Regions from separate parts of the Mus musculus genome. Here region 1 is linked to region 2. Evidence: chromatin contacts called from public targeted proximity ligation data. All regions are on one chromosome and are shown on one strand. The core of a region is the stretch at or near the end of the contact, and the rest is flanking DNA. Distances in the headings are between cores, read along the strand shown.

Region 1 (3,704 bases), core at 597-3,096, 640 kb before region 2:
TGAAAATAACCAGCGGGGCTACTATAATCTCAGCCACTCCCTTGCTCTTGGTTGACACTCAAATAGAGCAGGTTAGTGGGTTGTCATTTAAAAGCAGTATGCGTCAGGCCACCCTTTCTTATCTCCCTGAGAAGTGCGATAGCATAGTGTCCTAAGGTGAAGAGGCCGGAGGTGCAGGAGAGGACAAGACCTTTAAGAGCTCACACAGGAGCAGACACATTTTAAATCCGATTTTTCACTGTATTTGGGGACAGAGGACGCTAAATTTTCAGCACCATACACGAAAAAGGGTCTCTACTGCTTAGGGAAAGCGGCCATCAGATTCACCTTGGGAGCTTGTTAACCAGGTTTCAGGACCGACCCCACTAGTGGCGTTTCTGATTCTGTAGGTTTAGGTGTGGTCGTGAATGTGTCGTTCTAACGAATTCTCGGGTAATGAGGATGCGGGCCCAGAGATTCCAGGACCCCAGGTGACACCATCACCATCCAAGCTAACCAGCAGCAGGAGAAAAGCATGGAGGAGAGCGACGGCTGTCCAAACATCTTTCGCCACCTTCATCCTCCGTCGCCGGGAATGGGTCAGAACAGGGAAGCAGCAGGAGGAGCGATGCCAGCGCCTTAGGAACGGGAACTCCTCTTCCCAACTTCCGCCCCTGGGGAAAAGCAGAAGCCATCAGCTCCAAGAGAGCGGCTCTCCAATTCTTAGCCGTTAGGTTCTGGCTCTGGAGACAGCCGGTCCTCCCGGTGTCACCGGCGTCGCAGTACCCTCGCTGTACCCCCGCTGTAGACTGGCGGACTGCATGCAGGTGAGGGCGGGGGCCTGTGCCTGGTGGGGAGGCAAATGGACTAGAGTCTGCCCGGATCCCGGACCCTTCTTCGTCTACGGCCCCGGAGAGCTGAAGATGGCTGCCCCGGAGCTCCGCGGACAGTCACGTGTCTCGCAGGCACGGCCGTTCCCCCCTCCCCGCCCCCAGACCAGACCCTGCAGGGTAGCGCGTCCCGGGCGACCCATGCCACGGTGGTACGAGCGGTCGGCCCAGAAGGCCGGAGCTACTGGAGGCTGCTGTCTCTGCCGCGAGATCACCGTCCTGGTACCGGGTTCCACTGCCCGAGCTGGAGATCTGCCGGCGACCCGCACCCCGTGGGGCCATTGGGCATGCGCAGTGCTCCGGCCCTGGTGCGGCGCTCTCCAGGTTTTCGCCGCAGCTCCGAGAGGCGGCGGGAGGTGGGGCCCGGACGGACTAGGGGGGAGGGCCCGGTTCTTCCCGAGAACTCCTGGGCCTTCACGCTGCCTGGGGCTGCGCGATTTAGGAAGCCTGCAGACCCCTGATTTGGGGGGGGGGGGGGGGGGGAGATGGTGGTTTTAAGGATTAGAGCTTCGGAAAAATGTCCCGAAGAGTTTGAGGTTCATCCATTTTAAATGATCAATCATAAGGGAGTCACAAGTGTCGCAGCTCTTGGGCTTGGTGGGAAAGAAAATGCCAGTGTAGTTCGCCAACAGCTGTCCCCGTAGGTAGTTTCACCAAGGCTGAGTTTGTGTCCCCAACCTTCTAGCCGCCTTTTGCCGCACAACTCTCGGGCTGGCTCCTAATAGGGCTTCTGATCCCGGAGGATGAAACCCACCATCTTTCTCTTCTCGTGGTTGGGGGGTGGTGGGGGCGAAAGGGAACCGCATCTCCAGTTCCCGTTTCTAGAAACAAAAAGGACTCCCCCCCCCCCCCGTCCCCACCCCCAGCACACCCCACGGCCAGCTGTCCTGCGGGACTCAGCTGGGTCCCTGGTCGAGCGTCCGCGGTCCCCGCCCCCTGGCCGCCGGGAACACCCGGAGGAACGGACTGGCGTCGCGCGGGAAGCCGACCCGGCTCCGCCGCGGACTGGGCATGCTCGGCAGCCCGAGGTTCCAAGTCAGAAGCCTTCTCGCCAGCTCGGCGGCGGCCGGAGCAGCGGCGGCGGGCTGCCGGCTGGACGGGAGCAGGGAGAGCCGGTTCGGGCGGGCTGCTCGTCCCGGGAGCCTGGCACGCGGACGGGAGAGCGGGATCGGGTGCAGAGTCCGCACGCCGCCCTGCCCCGGTTTCGTTCCGCGGCGCGGGGCTCGGCGCGTGGAAAGAATTCCGGCGGCTGCCACGACTCGCGTGCAAGTGAGTCGCGGGGCGGGGGTGGAGGGCCGGCCTCCGGGTCGCGAGCGGCTGGATCTGACCCGAGTCTCTCGGGCCAGGCCTGACCTCGGTTGACGGCGGGCGGGCAGCCGGGGCGAGGGGGCGTGAGCGCATACCGCGCGGTGTCGCGCGTACCTGGCGTGCGGTCCCCCGCGGCCGCTCGTGGGGGTGGGCGCGGGGGAGCGCTCTGGCGGCCGCGATCCCGGCTCCGAGGGGGCGGGCCGCCGGCGGGGCTCCCCCGCCAACTTGGGCGGGGAGGAAGGAGGAGGCGTCCGTGGGCACCTTTCCGAGGTGCTGCGTGCGGGCTGGAAGGCTGCCTGGTGTCACATTGAGGCGAGCGGACGGTAGCGGGGCCTGAGAGCCCGGGACTGAGGACCTTTCCAGGTGGAAGCCAGCCAGAGGTCCCGTAGTGCTTAGGGGTGGACCCCCAAAATCACAGCCCCACCCCCACAACCCTGGGCGGCAGAGTGACAGTTGGTACCTCCTGGCCTGATCGCAGCGGGGCCAAGAGTCCGCGGCTTTGGGATTCCCTTCAGCACGGCCCCTCGATGACCCCCAACGGCATAACAGGTGGGACCCCCCTTCCCGGAGGAGCGAGCCCCTTCCTTCCCAGGCGGTGTAACAGCCCCTGGCTCGCGACTATTCTGAGACCCCGCGTGTCCTCACCGCGTGGGGGTGTTAAAGGGTAAGGCCTGCAGGGGCATCTGCGTAGCTCTGGACGCGGTTCGTCCAGAGAATGAGGGGTCTGAGTGATCATAGGCGACTTGTCAAGGGCACATCAGTGGTAGCAGCGCTGCCTCTGCCCGGATTTTAAACCCACACTCCAACTGTCTTCCTTTGGTGGCCCCGGTGTCCTGGTCCATCTAACGGATTCTGGATAATGCTTGATCCTTTTTGACTGCCGGGCTAACAGTCGGGGTGGAGGATGCTATTGACCTGGGGAGCTGAGAGAATCCGGGCAGGTGCTTCTCGGATGTTTCATTTCACCTTCAGACAGGACCGAGTTCAGCGCTACACACATAAAAAAGACAGAAGGCTGGTTTCTGACGGGAAGTTTATTTTCAGTGTTCTGAGGCCTGCCTTCTGTCATCGCTTTCCTGAAATTTACCTTCTTCAGATTGGGGGTGTTTCTAGTTGGCTACCTGGTTATGGAAGTCGTGAATGCCTGTCTTGGTGTGCTGTCTGTCAACTCCTTACGCCTTGCCTTCTGGCACTAGGGGCTGAACATCAGCAGGGGTGGGGGCCAAGGGAGCAGAAAGGAGTGAGATTGATGAGGTCTGATCCTGGTGGAAGTTGCCTTCGATTTGGGAGGCAGTTTGGGTCTGAGGAGGCAGGGGAGAGGATGTCCAGGCGTTTCATTGGTCAGAGTGTTAAGTGTCCAAGGAAAAAGCCAGCTGGGGTTGGGTGCCGATGTGGTCAGTTTTTTTTTTTTTTTTTTTAAGGGAAGCCCAGGGATGTTTGGTGATTCAGCAGGTGGCAGGTTTCCAGCTCTGAAGCCTTGCCTTGGCCAAGCAAGCCAGCAAGCAAGCTGCAGAGCCTGTGCCCGCA
Region 2 (3,779 bases), core at 906-3,405:
CTTTGATACTTGAAGGACTCTGAGGAACTTGCTCTCCCACTTGGGAAAATAACAAATTCCAAGTCTCTCTGCTACATTTTCTTTCTTTTTTTTTTTTTTTTTTTTTTAAGACTGGTGGGAAGATTTGGACATATATGGTATTGGAGTCACAGAGCAGATTTTACTTTTTATAGGCTAAGATTTCCATTACAGCCTCTCCTCCTTTCCCCCATCTCTCTCTGTTTTGTTTTGTTTTGTTTTGTTTTGTTTTTCTCTCTCTGTCAATGTTGAGATATTGATCTAGAGTTGGTGAGAGGTATGCTTACTAGTACTTATTTGAACGAGAATCCAATAATATGAATGATTTTATGAGTTTTACTTGGATTTCTGAAAAATTGCATTTATTTATTTGTATTATAAAAATGTGTGTGTTATATTTCAGCACGCGTGTGACATGGTACACATATGGAGGTCAGAGGACAGTTTATGGGAGAGGGTTAGCTCTCTTCTTCTATCATGTGGGTCCCAGATTTAAAAGGCTGGTTGTTAGTATTGGAGACAAGTGCTTTTATGCATGGATTTTAATCTCCTCTTTCCAATAAAATTAAAATAAGGGAAAGAAACCTTGAGAGGGTAGGCAGAAGAGAAATTTCAACTCAGTCTAATCCAGAAGTAGATAGTGACCAACACACTAATGGCCTTGATGTTCACAGGCTTGGAGAATTCTTTCACACACAGATTGTGTGACTTTACATAAACTACTTGTTTCCTTGAAGTTGATTTTGACTCTTTTGCAAAGACATGGATGGCGTTTCCTGTAAGCTTCATGTGCAGATATGGGCCAGGGCTGTGTGTGAATTCATGGTAAGCATAAAGCTCTCAGTGGATCACTAGCTCTCCCGTAAGAAAACCTTTACAGGGGCAGAAGGCTTCCCCAACAATTTGCTTTTGGAAGTCACTACTGCCCAGAATCGATTTTAGGAAATATCCTGTTCACCCTTGTGGATTAACAAACAAACATTGTGACAAACAAACGGGAGATCTGGAGGTTTTAAAGGAATCTGATGTGCCAACCACAGACGCTTGTTAGTGACTGATCTGTGGTTAGATGGCAAGTCCCTTATGTCTCCTATACTCACCCCTTTGAAAAGTATCTTAAACATAACACTAAGTGAACCAAGGGAGAGGAGGTGTGTGTAAACTGAAACAGGACAAGCAGAGATGACAAGATAAGGTGCTGTAACCGTGTCCTAATAAAATGTAAATGCGTACATATAAATATATATATATATATACACACATATACATATACACATACATGGATATGTTTATACACATATACAGTTTGACTTAGTGATGCAAATTACATGGACTGCTCATTGCCAGTTGTACACCCCTCTAACTCTAGAAGATTCTAGAAAAGCTGCTTCTCGAAGACTAGAGGCTTAAAGGAATTATTGCCACACATTGCTTATGAGGGATAGCAGTAAAGCAGGGATGCTGAGGGACTGCTTGCGTCAGATTTAGGAAGGACACAGAAGTGCCGGAAGGGTTGCTTAGAGAGCATGTCCTGCATAGCTGGGACATGACTGCAGCCACACTGTGGATAGTTGCACTTTCTTGCTTGGTTCCTTATTTTCCAGCTTTGTCCTTCTGTCCTCTCATTATCTATGTGTGCAGGCATGCTCTGAATTGCCAACCAGTGGCATTGCAGGATTGCAGAAAGAACTAGGGGCCATGCAGCTATCCCCACAGCACAGTAGATGCCTGTCTCCGTACCTGACAGCCATGGGGAAGAACGCTCTTACTGAATGCTCTGGCGTGTATCCCTATCTCTAGTTACCTTTAAGCTTGTACCTTTGAGAGTTCCCAGTGCCTGCTTGCAGTTTAGAGACTAATTTTTCATTACATCTGAGTTTTTCTATGTGAACAAATATTATTCTAGATTTCATTTCTCCCAGGGCAGCCTGATCGTTAGCATGTAGGAAGACATATGAAGTCGTTTGGAGATCAAAGAGCCATGTTCTGTGCTCTTAGACTGATGTCATACAAGAAAGCATATCCAAAGCTTTGGCCTCTTCAGTTGTTTAAAAAACCTCCCACGGTTGTTGACAGGCCTAAATGAGCTCACGCATGAGAAAGATTTAGCTGAGTGCCCTGTTCAGAGCAGTCATTCAACAAACGCAGCACTGACTGCCATTGTTTACCGTGTCTGACCTCATTCACCAAATATGTAACGTGCTTTTAACTCCGTGCCAGGAATGGACCCATGTGTGTTCCTGCCATATTTCTCAGCCCACACTTGGATCTACTTCTGCTCTCTGGAGTAGTTGTGACCCCATTTTAGAAGTCATTTCAGGAGTCACGGATGGGACGCTGCGTTGGCCACATTTAGGACTTACTTGATTTTCAGTCCCATCCACGGAAGAGTCTCTGTCCTTCTGGGCATGTTTCATACTCTTGCCTCTCACCACAGCTTTTTACAAACTTGTACTCTAGGAAGGAATTCTAGAAGCTCCTAGATAAACAGACTGAGCTGTGCTAGGGCCTGCTCTGTGGCTATGGGCTCTCTGAACCAAACAAACACGGATTTTCAGGTTTAGTTTGCCTGAGAGATTCAGCATCTGCATGGCTGAACCTTTGAAGACAGCTAGCTAGCTCACAAGATTTTAACCAGTTCTTTCTTTGGTTCTTCCCTCTTTTCTCTCTCCCTTTCCTCTCTCCCTTTCTTCCTTTCTTTCTTTCTTTCTTTCTTTCTTTCTTTCTTTCTTTCTTTCTTTCTTTCTTCCTTCCTTCCTTCCTTTCTTTCTTTCTTTCTTTTTCTTTCTCTCCCTCCCTCCCTCCCTCTCTTCCTTCCTTCCTCCCTTCCCTCTTCTTTCTCTTTCTTTCTTTCTTTCTTTCTTTCTTTCTTTCTTTCTTTCTTTCTTTCTTTCTTTCTTTCTTCCTTCCTTCCTTCCTTCCTTCTTCTCTTCTCTTCTCTTCTCTTCTCTTCTCTTTTCCTTTCTTTTTTCATTTATTCCTTCTTTCATTTTCTCTAGTCAAGTTTTCAATATTTCAGTATAAACAAAGTACAGCTACACACAGTATCGAGAATCAATGTGCTAGTGCTACTTTAACAAGGATCACATCATAGAGTGTTCTTGTTGCCTACGAAAACCTAGAGGACGCTTTCCATTATTCCCTTCCAGGCAGTACACATGCATGAATACAAAGGCCAAGATATGGAGGTGTGGGATTCCATAGCCCTGGATTTTAAGCTTCTGATATCGTATATTAGTCATATTGTTTAATGTCTCCAAGCTAGTCTCACCTCTGCAAAGTGAGACAAGACCCCCCCCCCCAACCCCACCCCGTTCCCAAGTCAGGGATGTCATTCAGAGGGACTTTTAGTTGATGGCATGGGAATATAAGAACTACTAATTAAGCTTAAGAATGCACATCTCAGACTCATATGAATTTATTTGTCCCTGTCCACAACCCCATGGCACTCTGCTGTGCTTCTAGTATTTGTTATGTTTCCATGAGCTCTGTGCACATTAGGAGACAGAGCTCAGATACATGACAGGGCATCCAAAAGCTCATTGGAAGAACGCCGGTCTCAGGGCTCTTCTACTGTATAGCATGATAATCCACAGTGGGTCTGCATGGAGAAAACTAGGCATTGTGAGATCTTCTGATCTTTTTAAAATTGCAGTGCACATGAAAGTACTTACAGTATCAAAAGGCCCCATTTCCAGGATGGGGGGTGATTTAGATACCCTCCCAAATGTGTGCCTGACCTCCTCAAGAGAACTGCATTT

Evidence for each region.
Region 1: a targeted proximity ligation map of pancreatic cancer cells shows a contact between it and region 2. A contact is called at or near these places in 6 of 39 promoter capture datasets (the 3T3-L1 cell line, the HPC-7 cell line, embryonic stem cells and 3 more), 4 of 484 Hi-C or Micro-C datasets (cardiomyocytes and embryonic stem cells), 4 of 130 datasets of targeted methods (embryonic stem cells and pancreatic cancer cells) and 1 of 9 other capture datasets (embryonic stem cells).

What each region holds. Positions count from the first base shown.
Region 1 is chr19:32,386,654-32,390,357 of GRCm38.p6, reverse strand. Sgms1 (sphingomyelin synthase 1) reads left to right here and starts at 1,846. Exons shown (of 10, transcript NM_144792.5): 1 at 1,846-2,138. It overlaps 2700046G09Rik (RIKEN cDNA 2700046G09 gene), which reads right to left and starts at 1,142. Exons shown (of 2, transcript NR_033198.1): 1 at 982-1,142; 2 at 1-653.
Region 2 is chr19:31,749,922-31,753,700 of GRCm38.p6, reverse strand. It overlaps a transcript of Prkg1 not described here. Among named protein-coding and RNA genes, the nearest start is that of Prkg1, 87 kb to the right of the region's middle.